Regions from separate parts of the Mus musculus genome. Here regions 1 and 3 are each linked to region 2. A link is a contact called in public Hi-C and HiChIP or PLAC-seq data. All regions are on one chromosome and are shown on one strand. The core of a region is the stretch at or near the end of the contact, and the rest is flanking DNA. Distances in the headings are between cores, read along the strand shown. Region 1 holds the start of Nacad (NAC alpha domain containing). Region 2 holds the start of Adcy1 (adenylate cyclase 1). Region 3 has its middle 9.7 kb from the start of Gm39575.

Region 1 (4,125 bases), core at 1,120-3,619, 460 kb after region 2:
GCGTGGTGAAAGGAGGCAGCTGTCCTCTGACTTCCACATATGCAGTAACGTGCACTCACCACACACATTGGGCCTGGCATGGTGGCACACACCTTTAATCCCAGCACTCGAGGTGGACAAATCTCTGAGTTTGAGGCCAGCCTAGTCTACAAAGCGAGTTCCAGGACAGGCAGGTATATGCAGGGAAACCCTGTCTGGAAAAAAAGCAAAATCATAATTTACCAAAAGAAAAAAAAATCAAAACACTTGAAAAGTTAAGTCTTAAAAGTCCAGTCTCTTGGGCTGGTGAGATGGCTCAGTGGGTAAGAGCACCCGACTGCTCTTCTGAAGGTCAGGAGTTCAAATCCCAGCAACCACATGGTGGCTCACAACCATCCGTAACGAGATCTGACTCCCTCTTCTGGAGTGTCTGAGGACAGCTACAGTGTACTTACATATAATAAATAAATAAATAAATAAATAAACCTTAAAAAAAAAAAGTCCAGTCTCTCAACTGTGGACTTCTTTAAAATCCAAAATAAGTAATACACAAAATAAGTATTCCACAAGGGAAGAACCAGGGCACAGTTACAAAGTAAGCCTCTAGCAGTGTAGCTAGAAGATACTGCAATCTGGGCTCCAAACAGGCCTGAGCTCTTCCTACATGAAGGCTGTCTCCCAGACTCCACCCACAGCTGGTACTAGTGGTCCTACAGACCACTATCTATCTCCAAAGTACTGCGTTCTCAGCTGCTCGCTATAGCCCTTCATGTCTTCAGTACTAGTAAAGTAATTTCAAAACCATCTGGGATACTCTTACCCAATGCTGAGCTCAGCTGCCAGCTTGAAAGAAAGCTTTGGTCCTACTGGGTCTCAAGTGCTGTGTGCTGACGTGAGCAAATACTTTTCAGATTTGCCTCAGTGATGCTGGTCTCTAGTAATCACAGCTTACCTTTTCTTTCTAGTCCTAGCTAACCATTGTCAAGTCTCTGAGGAAAGCAAAGGTTTCATTTCAGTGGTGCTGGTCTCTTGTTAAAACCACAGCTGAAGCCGGGCGTGGTGGCGCACGCCTTTAGACCCAGCACTCGGGAGGCAGAGACAGGCGAGTTTGAGGCCAGCCTGGTCTACAAAGTGAGTTCCAGGACAGCCAGGGCTATACAAAGAAACCCTGTCTCGAAAAACAAACAAAAACACAGCTGACCCTTCAGCTCCAGCTAACCAGAAACCACAGATTCAAAAGAAAATTATACAAAAGCCCCCCGTAAAGTTGCTGCTTTAACAAGCCTGGTCTCCATCATCTGTATCTCTCTCAACTTTCCTGTCTCCAAACCCCTACAACAGCTCATTAAGCTCTCAGCAGCCAATGGTCTTTTCCAGCCCAAAGCTCCAGATACTTCCACAATCTTCCCACAAAACATGGTCAGATCACCACAGCCACAAACTCATTTTCTGGTACCAGTTGCTGGATTGATTAATTTGCTTCCTGTTGCCGTGATAAACACCAGGAACAAAAAAGGCAACTAGGGGCTGGGTGGTGGCACACACCTTTCTTTGGTCCCAGCACTCCAGAGGCACAGGCAGATGATCTCTGGGAATTCCAGGCCAGCCTGTCTACAGCGTGAGTTCCAGGACAGCCAGGACTACACAGAATAGAAAATAAACAAAAACCTGTCTCCAAAGAAGGAGGAGGGGTTTCACAGGAGGAATCAACTTAGATCCTTGGAGGTGAAGTAAGGGGTCCTTACGTGGACTATAAAGTCAAATATCAGAAGGACGGGGTGGGTTGTCAGCAACAGAGAGGGTGGGGCAGTTTTGCAGAAGATGCTGGTCTTATGTTTGGATGTGGTAAGGGTGCCAGGGGTACCTTGGTGTGCACCTCAAGTCAGGTATAGGGAAGTAGGGAACAGCACCTGACTTCCTGTAGACTCAGAAGATCCTATACATTGGACACTCCCTCCTTGTTTGCCTCAATAGCCACTAATTTCCCCGACTTCAGCTCACAGATGACAATGTGTCATTCATTCATCTGGTGCCTGGCACTGGGAAGGGGGGACGGGCTGGGCACTGCAAACGCCAGGATGGAAACATAGTGCATTTCAGGAAGGGAAATAGTAAGCATCATCTCTGGGGGTGTGGCCCAGGGCTGGCGGGAATAGTGAGTGAGGTACATTTCTTCCCTGTCCTAAAGAGCTGAACGGTGAAGGAAACAAAGCAGACCGCCAAGCTAGAAGTCAAAGATCCAGCTCAGCCCAAGAGATTGTCTGGAACCACTCTCTGGCGCACTCAGTTCCATCTCCCGTTGCCACAGAGACAGGAGGTAGTTGCTATGGAGACTGTCTGCCAGGACCAGCCAATCCTGAGCTGCTGTTTTCGCTCATCTTGGGGCTTAGGAGCTTAGGCTCCTTCACTGGGCTCCCTGTGTCCTCTGTCCAGTCATTGAGCGATAGGTTGGGCCATCACTTATTAAAGTGGCCCTGCCCCCTCTGCAGAATATATAGCTATCTCCCCATATTAACCCGCACCCCTGGTTCTGGAGACACCTTTTGTCTCTTTCCAGTTAAGAGGCGATGTCACCTTGGGAGGAGTCTGGCCTCCAAGCGGCCCCCCTTGGATGCTGCGGGAAAGGCGGGGCAGGGCGCAGCCTTCTGGCCTTAGACTCAGCAGTGGGAGAGAGGCGATGGGGTGAACGAAGGGAATGAGCGCCCTCCCTCTGGCGCTCCGCAGTGCTCGGCGCGCTGGCGCACGCTCACTCGGCTTGATAGGCGGGCGGGGCAGCGCTGACGTCATTTACGCCCCCCCCCCCCCCAGCAGAGGGGCGGTGGCCGTGCTGGCTACTCCGAGCGCATTGACGGACAGAGGGACAGAGAGACAGGGGTATCGGCAGGCACACGTCCAGGCCATGCCAGGGGAGGCTGCGGGCGCTGAGCTGCCGCTGCCTGAGGCAGGAGGGCCTGGATCCCGCACAGGTGAGACCGCGCCGGCTCCCCTTTCTGGCTCAATACCTTTTCTGGCTTTCTCTCTCCTCCATCCCTCTGCCTCCTCACAGTCCCCTCCCCTGTCTTTCCAGACCGGTTATTCCCTCCACCTGCATCTTTCCCCCACCCCCAAGCCCCAGGATTTCGTGAAGGCCTGGGCGCCGCAGACAGCATCCTCCTAGCCTTGTAGCTATGAAGGGCAGCGTCTTGGCCTTTCACTCTGGGCTGTGGGGACCGTAGTCTTTGGACCAAGTCCCATTTAGTTGTGTCTCTGTGCCACATTGCATTCCATTGTCCACAGAGAGCTGGGCCCCAGGACCGACGGTGGGGTGGCAGGTTTGGAAGCAGGGAGGCCCAAAGGGTCCTTGCAGGCTCATCCTGTGACCACCAGAGGGTTCTTAGAGGTACGTTGGGTGCCTAGGGCAGCAAGCGGCTAGACTTATAAGGGAGTTGTAGGGCCGATGGAACCTGGGAGGCTAGCCAGAGGACACCGGCAGAACCACGTCTGAGAGGTGGGGCTCTGAACAGCAGCTCTCCTGGCCAGCAGTGGTCTTCCTATGCAGACCTTGGATAAGAGGGGGCATTAAATGTTGGTAGAGGTCAGTCCACTTGCAGGCTGGAGGATACTCTTAAGTTTAAATGGTTCCTGCTGGAGATGGGCTGTGTGTAACTTGGGCAAAGCCAAGGGCACCTTGCTGGGTGCAAGAAGTTATCTAGGGACAGGATGGGCAAGAATGGGGATGGTGCCAGTGCTGTGCCAGGGTCCTGGGTGGGAGCTAACAGTTCCCATCTTACTCTTGCTGGGGGACAGGCAATCCAGGCTGGGACTCCCCAGGCCCAGTCATAAGCTAGTTTGCTTGGTGACCTTGAATGACACATACACACACACACACAAACATACACACACCTTGGCTTTTTATTTCCCTTCCATTTTAACCTTGGCCCAATTCTGCCCTACTGCCCTGGGGCCACACTAGGAAGTGGAGAAGGCAAGAGCCTAACTTGGGAACGCCCAGTGATGGCTACTAGCCACACCCACGTCGGTACCATCTCCCTCAAAGAACCTGAAAGAACCCCTCTCCCTTTCTGTCAGGACCTGATTGCTCTAATAGCCCAGCTTCTGGTCAGTGAGTCCAGCTGATGTCAAAGAACCCAGCGCTCAGACATTCCT
Region 2 (3,750 bases), core at 770-3,269:
ACAGCCTTTTAAGGCACCTAGAGAACCCACCACGGTCCTGAGTCTACAGCTGTCTCTCCAGCCCTACAGTGAATGCTCAGCAATAAACCTGTCATCATGGCCCCTAAGTCTAAGTACCGCTCCCTGCCATCAGAGTCTGGGTGTTTGTGTTGGTCTTACAGGCAGCAGGTACAGCTGACTGACAGTCACCTCTCTCAAAAACACCAGTTAGTGTCCCCCCAGTTTGGATTCTGTGCCTAGCCCAGCCCCCCACAACTTCCCATATGCTCGAAGAAGCTACCTTCTTTCCTTAGATGGACTCTCCCACCTTTCTGTCTCTCGTCTCCCTCCCACTGCTAGCCCTGGAACAAACCCCTCCCTCAGATGCCACGCCTGGGCAGGGCCAGCGAAGGGGAAGGTCCCAAACTCCTGGGAACAGCCTCCAGGTTCACCTCCACCTGCTTGGGTGCGGTGGTATGGGGAACGGGAACCTCTGGGGTCCAGGAGAATCCCCAGGAGGAGTCAAGTCCTATGCCCTTGGCCCGGCAGCCCCCTCGCCCACCCAAGTTGAAAGAGACAAAGTTCAGGCTCCATGGAGCCAGGGTTAGGACTGGGAGCAGAAGCTGTGGAGACCAGACTATGTGTGACCTTGGCAAACTCCTCTCCTTCAGGGCAGAATTCGGATTCACACCGGGGTGGTTAGCGATACTGGTGGGGTTCAAAGTGCTTCCCTTCCCACTAACTGCTCCCTCGGGTCCGCGAAATTGAGAAGCGAGCCCCAGATGCGCTCCAGGCGAGCTGGAGAGGAACCCAGGGGCTGCGCGCTCTGCCAGCCTAGAAGCCTGGCCTGGAGACCGCGCACCCTCCCACTTTTCAGTACCTCTACTGAGGGACACGGGTACAACCCGGCGCGGTGGATCAGGCTTGGGTCCCCCACTTGAGCTCGGTACCCTACTGCCTGACCTTGGGCCTGTCACCACCACCACCACCACCACACACCAGTCTCTCGTCTCCACCCTAAAGACGCTAGGGACTCTTATCTCGTAAGAAACACCGGGTGGAGGGTGCTAGCTCCTCCACTGCATCCTCAGTTTGCTGTTGACCTTGAACACCTGTCCCACCTTCAGAACCTCAGTTTCCCCACCTTCTCCATAGGAAGAACGTTAAACTCCTGCCACCTCCAGTGCTGCTGGCAGATGTGTCTCCAACCCAATGGGGGACTCGTGGTGCCACTTACCGTCCTCCAGAGACGTGGGCGCTTGGCAGGGACCAAGGCGGCTGTGACCAGTAAGTGCGAGGCAGCCACCACCAGCCCGAAGCCGATGGCCAGTAGGCTGCGCACGGGCAGCAAGGCATAGGACACGAAGGTGACCAAAAGGAGTTGCCAAACCCCCTGCTCGGCGACCGTCGAGCCCATTGCGCCTCCTGCAGAGCTCCTCGCGGGGCCGCCCAGCGCGAAGGGGCAGCAGAGTAGCGCGAAGGTGAGGCTGAAGAACAGCGCCAGCTGACCGACCTGCTGCAGCTGGGACACCTGCAGGGATCGGACATTGGTGACCACGAACAGCGCCAGGAAAAGGATGCAGTGCACTGGGTGCGACCCCTTGGCGAGGCCCGGCGCTGGCCCCGGTGCGCCCAGCAGCTCAGCCAGCGCCAGGGCGCCCGCCAGTAGGCTGAGCACAGCCAGCGCTTTCAGCGTGGCCGCCTGCTCCAGCCGCAACGTGTAGCCGCGGAACAGCGCCTCCAGCTCGGGGCACGCGAACTCCTCGCCACACGCCCGGAACCCACGCCGGCCGCCCGGCCCGGCCGCCCGCTCTGCGCCCCCGGGCTCGCCCGCGCCTCCGCCGCCGCCTTGGCCGCGCGGCGCCCCCGCCATCTCAGCGCCATGCAGCGGCCGCGGCCACGGGCGCGCCCCTCGCCGGCCCGGGGCGCCGGGGCGCCGGCCGGCGGCCCCGGGGCGGGCGGGCGGCGGGCGGCGAGGCGCCGGGGCGCGGGGCGGGCGGAGTTGGGGCGCCGGCTGCCCAGCGCGCGCGCCCCGAGCGCGTCCCCTCCCGCCCGCCGCGCCTGCGCACTGGCGCCCGCCCGCGCCCCGGCAGTGGTCCTCTGCGGCGACCGTGCTGCGACAGGCGAGCCCCAAGAGCCCCGATCCTGGGCGGACAGAGTCCGCGCCCAACTCAGCGCCCGGGATCCCGCACGCCCAAGGGGCCACGTGACCTTGGGCACCACTCCTGACTCTTTGAGCCTCGGTTTCCCCTCCTATGTACAGTGGAGCCCACCCCTCTATGAGTCTTCGGAGGCGTTTAAAAAACGCAGAAATTCCCAGTAGAGGGAGGAACAGCTCTGTTAGATTTGTATCCCCTCCGCAAGCAGAACCAGGTCACCCAAGAGGAGCCCTCACTCAGCTCCCAAGAGGACCCCTCACTCAGTGCCCACCGAGAAACCCCGAGAATCCCAGGTCACACATGCAAGGCGCTTTAAGTGACTGATTTGCCCACCACCTGGGTGGGTAGTGAAAGCTTTGCCTATTGACCTGAGCAAGAATAAAGCCCTGCAATGTCCAAGGAAGCTGTGAGGTCTAGGTGCAGGGATGGGTGAGGGAGGGCTGAAAGGAGAGATAAAATAGCGCGGCTCTCTCCTTAAATAGGAGCTGGCCATGCAAATGATGGCGAGACGTTTACTTCCAGCTGAACAAGTGGCAGGGACAGATTCGCCTCAGTTGCGGATCTTGGTGATGTCCATTCACTAAGGGAAGGGACCGGACAGAATTTCATTCGGTGCTCACTCAGGATGGCCCCCTGAGATCGCTCCCCTGTTCTCCTTTAGAGAGAGTCCCAGAGGACCCTGAGAGTAGAACAGATGCCAGGAGCTTGTGCCACCTCTGGATCCCACGGGTGCACCAGGAACTGTCTCTCACAAAATTTTGCAGCCCATATGCTGTTCTTCCTACTAGAGGCCCCGCTTCCAAATTTTCACTTTCAGTCCATCCTGACCAGACTGTTTTAGAAGACCCTGAGAATTCCCAGGGTAAGAGCCTGTGCCCCCCCCCCCACACATTATATAGGTACAGGAATTAGGATTTGAGATTTTCTCTAGAATTAGTTTGAGCCACATGAACTTGTCGTTTTTACAAAAATCTTCCTACTCAACATCTCCAACAGTTCATACTGAAGGTTTGCTGGAACCACTTGAAAACCAGTTAATCCCTGTTCTTGGAGCGGACTCCCGCTGTAAGACACTCCCAGCTCAGAGCCTGCCTGGCCCCAGTCAGCACCCAAGCTAACTGTTTTCACCCCAGTCCCTGCTCCTTCCATGAAGGTTCACACCTACTGCTCTGCAGCCTCATTTTCTGGTCATTTCTCTCTCCGTGTTCTTTTGGCAGAAACCCACGGAGAGCGTCAGCTGATGCTGAGAAGATGGTCTGGCCCCATCCTTAGGGCACTGCCTTGAAAAAGCATCCTTGTCATCACCTGATTCCCAATTGTCTCTAAATACTATCAAGTCTGCAAGATTCTCAACTCTCCACATTAGGCATAGAGTCACTTGTTACTTGATGTTGTGTGCTTTTTCTACCCTAATGATTTTATTAAAGAACATCTGAAAAATATCCTGACTACATGAAAAAGAAAGACTCATAGTGAAGTCATTTAAATGCTAAGTTCGTAAGTAAACCTCACCCACTTGCTTTTCTGTGTTGGCTTCCAGTTCTCCCCTTGGTCAAGGCTGCTTGTTTGTTTGTTTGTTTGTTTGTTTGTTTGTAAGCCAGCATCAATGCCT
Region 3 (3,714 bases), core at 189-2,688, 360 kb after region 2:
ACACCACCTTCCTTAGGAAATGTTCGTTTCCTTCAGAGTGACAAAAAAGGCTGTCACGGTGCCCCATACCCTGGGAATTTTACCAAGGATTGACTCTCTCTCTCTCTCTCTCTCTCTCTCTCTCTCTCTCTCTCTCTCTCTCTCTCATTTTTCAAGACAGGGCCTCTCTGTGTATCGTTGGCCCTTCTGGAACTCACTCTGTAGACCAGGCTGGCCTCGACCTCAGAGATCTGCCTGACTCTGCCTCCCAGGTGCTGGGATTAAAGGCTTGTATCACCACTGTGTCTTCTTATCAGAAATATCTGACTGTCTTGTCATCTTTCCTACTCACATACGAGTTCAACAGAATGTCAGCTGCCTGATCACCAGGGATTCTAAGGAACTGAGACTCTTAAGAGAGTCCATGACATGGGATGAGTGCCAGTCAGCCCTTGCTCCAACAGGTCCAGACCCAGAAGGAGGGCATGTCTCTGGGCTAGGAGCAGCTGGCTGCTGGGTTTGCAGAAGAAATGCCATGTGCTGGAGGTGGACCTAATGATCAATGACCCACGTCAGTTCATGAGGCATCCACAGCCCTCCCAGGTCACAGCTCACTCAGCTGGGGACTGACCCCCCCCTCCCCGTGAGTTCCATGCAAGGGGTGTTTGTAGAAACACATGCATCCTGGTGTCTTTGCAGATCCATGCCACAACTCAGAAATCACTTCCTTTTCAACCGTGAGTGGAAATTATCACCTTTCAGTGTGGCGCTTAGCTGCCAGCCAGTCAGGGGACATGTCTATTAAGAAATACAATCTACCTCCCTCAGGAGTGATACAGCTCTTCATTTAAAAGGTTTTCCTGGTTTTATTGATTAACAGGGCCTAGAGGGTACTTACACACAAACCCTAGGGAAGGAAGGTGAGGAGGGGCGTTCTAAAGCTCCAGGTTCAAATATGCCACTCTTTCAAAGCTTGTGAGTTCTGCCAGCAGGGTCAACTCCATCTCAGATGGGAACAAACAGAATGGGACCCACCTCCAGCCAACTGCAAATTTAGAGGCTGTTGCTAAGCTACCAAATAAGAAGTCAGGAGATGCAATTTCATGCAGTCTTGAATTAAAAGAGAAAAGCTTGAAGATCTTAGACATGATTCAAAGGATGTTACTAAGATTCCTAAAACACAAATGATTGTACAAAGATTACAAAAACTAATCAGTTCAGTATTATACATCACGGCTCATAACTTATTTGATTTTTTGTTTGATATTTTAAAAATTGCCACCCCTTTAATGTAGCACAGTGTGCAGTATAATACACAAAGTGTGTGTTTATCGTCTATTAATCTCATCCACTTTGAACGTCTCAAACTTCCTGTTCTATGTTCCTGTGGTCTATGAACCACTATCATTTTAAGAGCTGTTTGATGTTTAGGGTTATGAGAGTATAGTTACATTTTGAGCTAGGGTGAATTATACCTAACGGCTTTGTTTGGCTTTCATCGCTTCTTGTAGATGTCATGTTGCTGCCGACAGGGGAGGCCCAGAGCCACTTCTCTAACAGCTGTGGTGTCAGCAGCAAGGATGTGGCTCTCAAGGTCAACTTAAATGTAATTCCCAAGATCCTTAAGTGGATTTAAGTCCCTGATTTATTCCTGAAGGGTCTTTGATTGTCTGTGAACTTTTTCAAAGAATCCACAAAAATAGGACAGAAGACATTCCAGAGGCCCGGACTGTCGTAGACATGCTTGCCCACACAAAGCAGATACTTTCTTCTGTGGTTCCCATTGGGAGGCCATTTGTGTGCATGAGTCTTCTTTGTGACAGCTTCTATGTTGCAGTAACAAACCATCATGACCAAAAGCGTTTGGAAGAGTTTTTGCCACAGTTCCCAAGGGCCGGATGTCCGACACTGCGGGAAAGGTATGGCAACAGAAGCAGGAAGCTGAAAATCACATCTCAGTGGCACGTGGGAAGCAGAGAAAGCAAACCGGAAGTAGGGTACGACTAAAAACTCTCAAATCCCACCACCAGTGATGTACTTCCTCCAAGTAAGGCTCCAGATCCTACCAACTCCGCAAACAGCAGCACCATCTGCAGGCCCAGTGCTTGAACACCTGATCTCCAGGGTAGAGTCTGCCTTTAAACCACCACATGAAATGGACAAGAAAATAGAATCCAGAACACCTGGACCATATTAGGAATTCCTGTGCTGAGTAGGGATGGGAAGAGGACAAAGTCCCGAGTGAATGTGTATAGTTGACGAAGGCACAGCTATGTCGAGGATCTATGGGAATGGCGAGGCCTTCCCTAGGTCAGGCTCAGGGACTTCCTCCTCCAGGAAGTGACTGCAGCCTGAGACTTCTCCCCTACAGAGATCAGCTAGCCCACCTCCTCACTATGCTGCATATAATAGATGCGCTGAGTTTTTGCACTGCTTGCTGGTGTGTCTCCATCAGAGTGCATGGTGCACAGGATCCCAGCCTTTGCGGGGGGGGGGGGGGGGGGGCTGTTTCTCCATTCCCCACCCCCAACCCATCAGACCAATCCCAAAGCTCTGCAGGTCACATCCAGGGAGAACAAGAAATGCCAACAGATGGAGGTTTATAAACAGACTACCACAGACAGAAAAAGCCAGCCTGGTAGCAGCTCTGAAGACACACTGACAGCCATTACTGCTAAAGCGTAAATTTTAAAGTGAAATGTCACTTATACCCAATAGGATCAACACAAATATAGAAAGCTGTGTACCACCAAGCTGTGGCTAAGCTGGAACCTCCCTCTCAATCTCTGAAAGCAGCAGGTTAGCATCCATCTAATTAAGGATACAAACGGCCAGTACGCAATCCAGGAATCCTGATCCTAGGAATGAATCCAAGAGACGCCCTCTGAGACCACCAGGAAAGGTCTCTGGAGGGTGCTCATCACAGGGTTCACTGCAGAGCAGGGAACTGTGGGCAACTCAAGGATCCTCACTCATGAAAACAGTCAAGCAAGAATACTCTGGGTGAGGAGAAGGAGTGAAGATGGCGAGTGAGGCATGCCTCGGGCGCCTCCCAAGAAAAGCGAGTACTTGTGCTGGACCGTGAGGAACCCGATCACACAAGATGAATATTTTCCTGACCTTTAGGTTCAGCTCAACATTTTGAACTCAGGACTTGTCAAGAGTTCTCCTGTGGCCTGCTCAGTGAGGCGCCCTGGTCCTTCCATCCCATGACTTTCCCCAGGGAGATGCAGATGTCTTTCAACCTCCATGGTTTAGGATGCGAAGACTGCCTTTCTTTTCCTTCATGTCAGACTCAACATAGAAAAGCCCTGAGGATGTAGCCATCCTGCTGACTTCAGGAAGAAAACAAACAACGGACTTGGGTCTTCTGCAGCTTTTTAATTAGAAAGACTCCGTTTGCAAGTAGAAGGAAGAAGTTGAATTTGAAACAAGTGCTTAGGCTGTGTGGCATGAATTGTGTTCTTTTTAAAAGATCCAAACAAAAAGACTAAACAAGTACCAAGTGTGGGTGACTTCGGGGGTTTTTTGGTTTTTTTGTTTCTTTTTTTGTTTTGTTTTGGTTTTTAGCCACTTGAAGTTTTGCCAAGTAACTTTGACATCAGGGAAATGGTCAGAGAGAGCCCTCATAAAACCATCATCAGCCTAGAGGAGAGAGGTCAGGGGTACCCTAGGCTGTGCCTTATGAGCAGTAAAACCAGAGACCTCACTTTTCACAGGGTACCGATGCGACTT

What was found. Hi-C and Micro-C count contacts between places; a contact is called where the count stands out from the background. HiChIP or PLAC-seq counts read pairs in DNA pulled down with a chosen protein or histone mark.
Region 1: an H3K4me3 HiChIP or PLAC-seq map of embryonic forebrain shows a contact between it and region 2, with 3 times the contacts expected there. The contact joins the promoter of Nacad here to the promoter of Adcy1 in region 2. A contact is called at or near these places in 2 of 39 promoter capture datasets (cranial neural crest and embryonic stem cells), 2 of 115 datasets of contacts at active chromatin or transcription factors (embryonic forebrain and forebrain) and 1 of 9 other capture datasets (adipose tissue).
Region 3: a Hi-C map of cortical neurons shows a contact between it and region 2, with 1.4 times the contacts expected there. The contact joins the enhancer-like site here to the promoter of Adcy1 in region 2. A contact is called at or near these places in 7 of 39 promoter capture datasets (cranial neural crest, embryonic stem cells, hippocampal neurons and 3 more), 2 of 484 Hi-C or Micro-C datasets (both in cortical neurons), 8 of 115 datasets of contacts at active chromatin or transcription factors (VIP interneurons, embryonic stem cells, forebrain and 3 more) and 1 of 9 other capture datasets (embryonic stem cells).

The regions. Positions count from the first base shown.
Region 1 is chr11:6,604,298-6,608,422 of GRCm38.p6, reverse strand. Nacad (NAC alpha domain containing) reads left to right here and starts at 2,369. Exons shown (of 8, transcript NM_001081652.1): 1 at 2,369-2,945. The coding sequence starts at 2,675.
Region 2 is chr11:7,061,702-7,065,451 of GRCm38.p6, reverse strand. It overlaps Adcy1 (adenylate cyclase 1), which reads right to left and starts at 2,019. Exons shown (of 20, transcript NM_009622.2): 1 at 1,217-2,019. The coding sequence starts at 1,852.
Region 3 is chr11:6,702,730-6,706,443 of GRCm38.p6, reverse strand. No RefSeq gene overlaps it. Among named protein-coding and RNA genes, the nearest start is that of Gm39575, 9.7 kb to the right of the region's middle. Within about 2 kb of position 1,438, at least 32 of the 459 cell types and tissues checked have an H3K27ac peak or open chromatin away from gene starts, as enhancers often do. A contact at or near this core is called in cortical neurons, where this site is marked.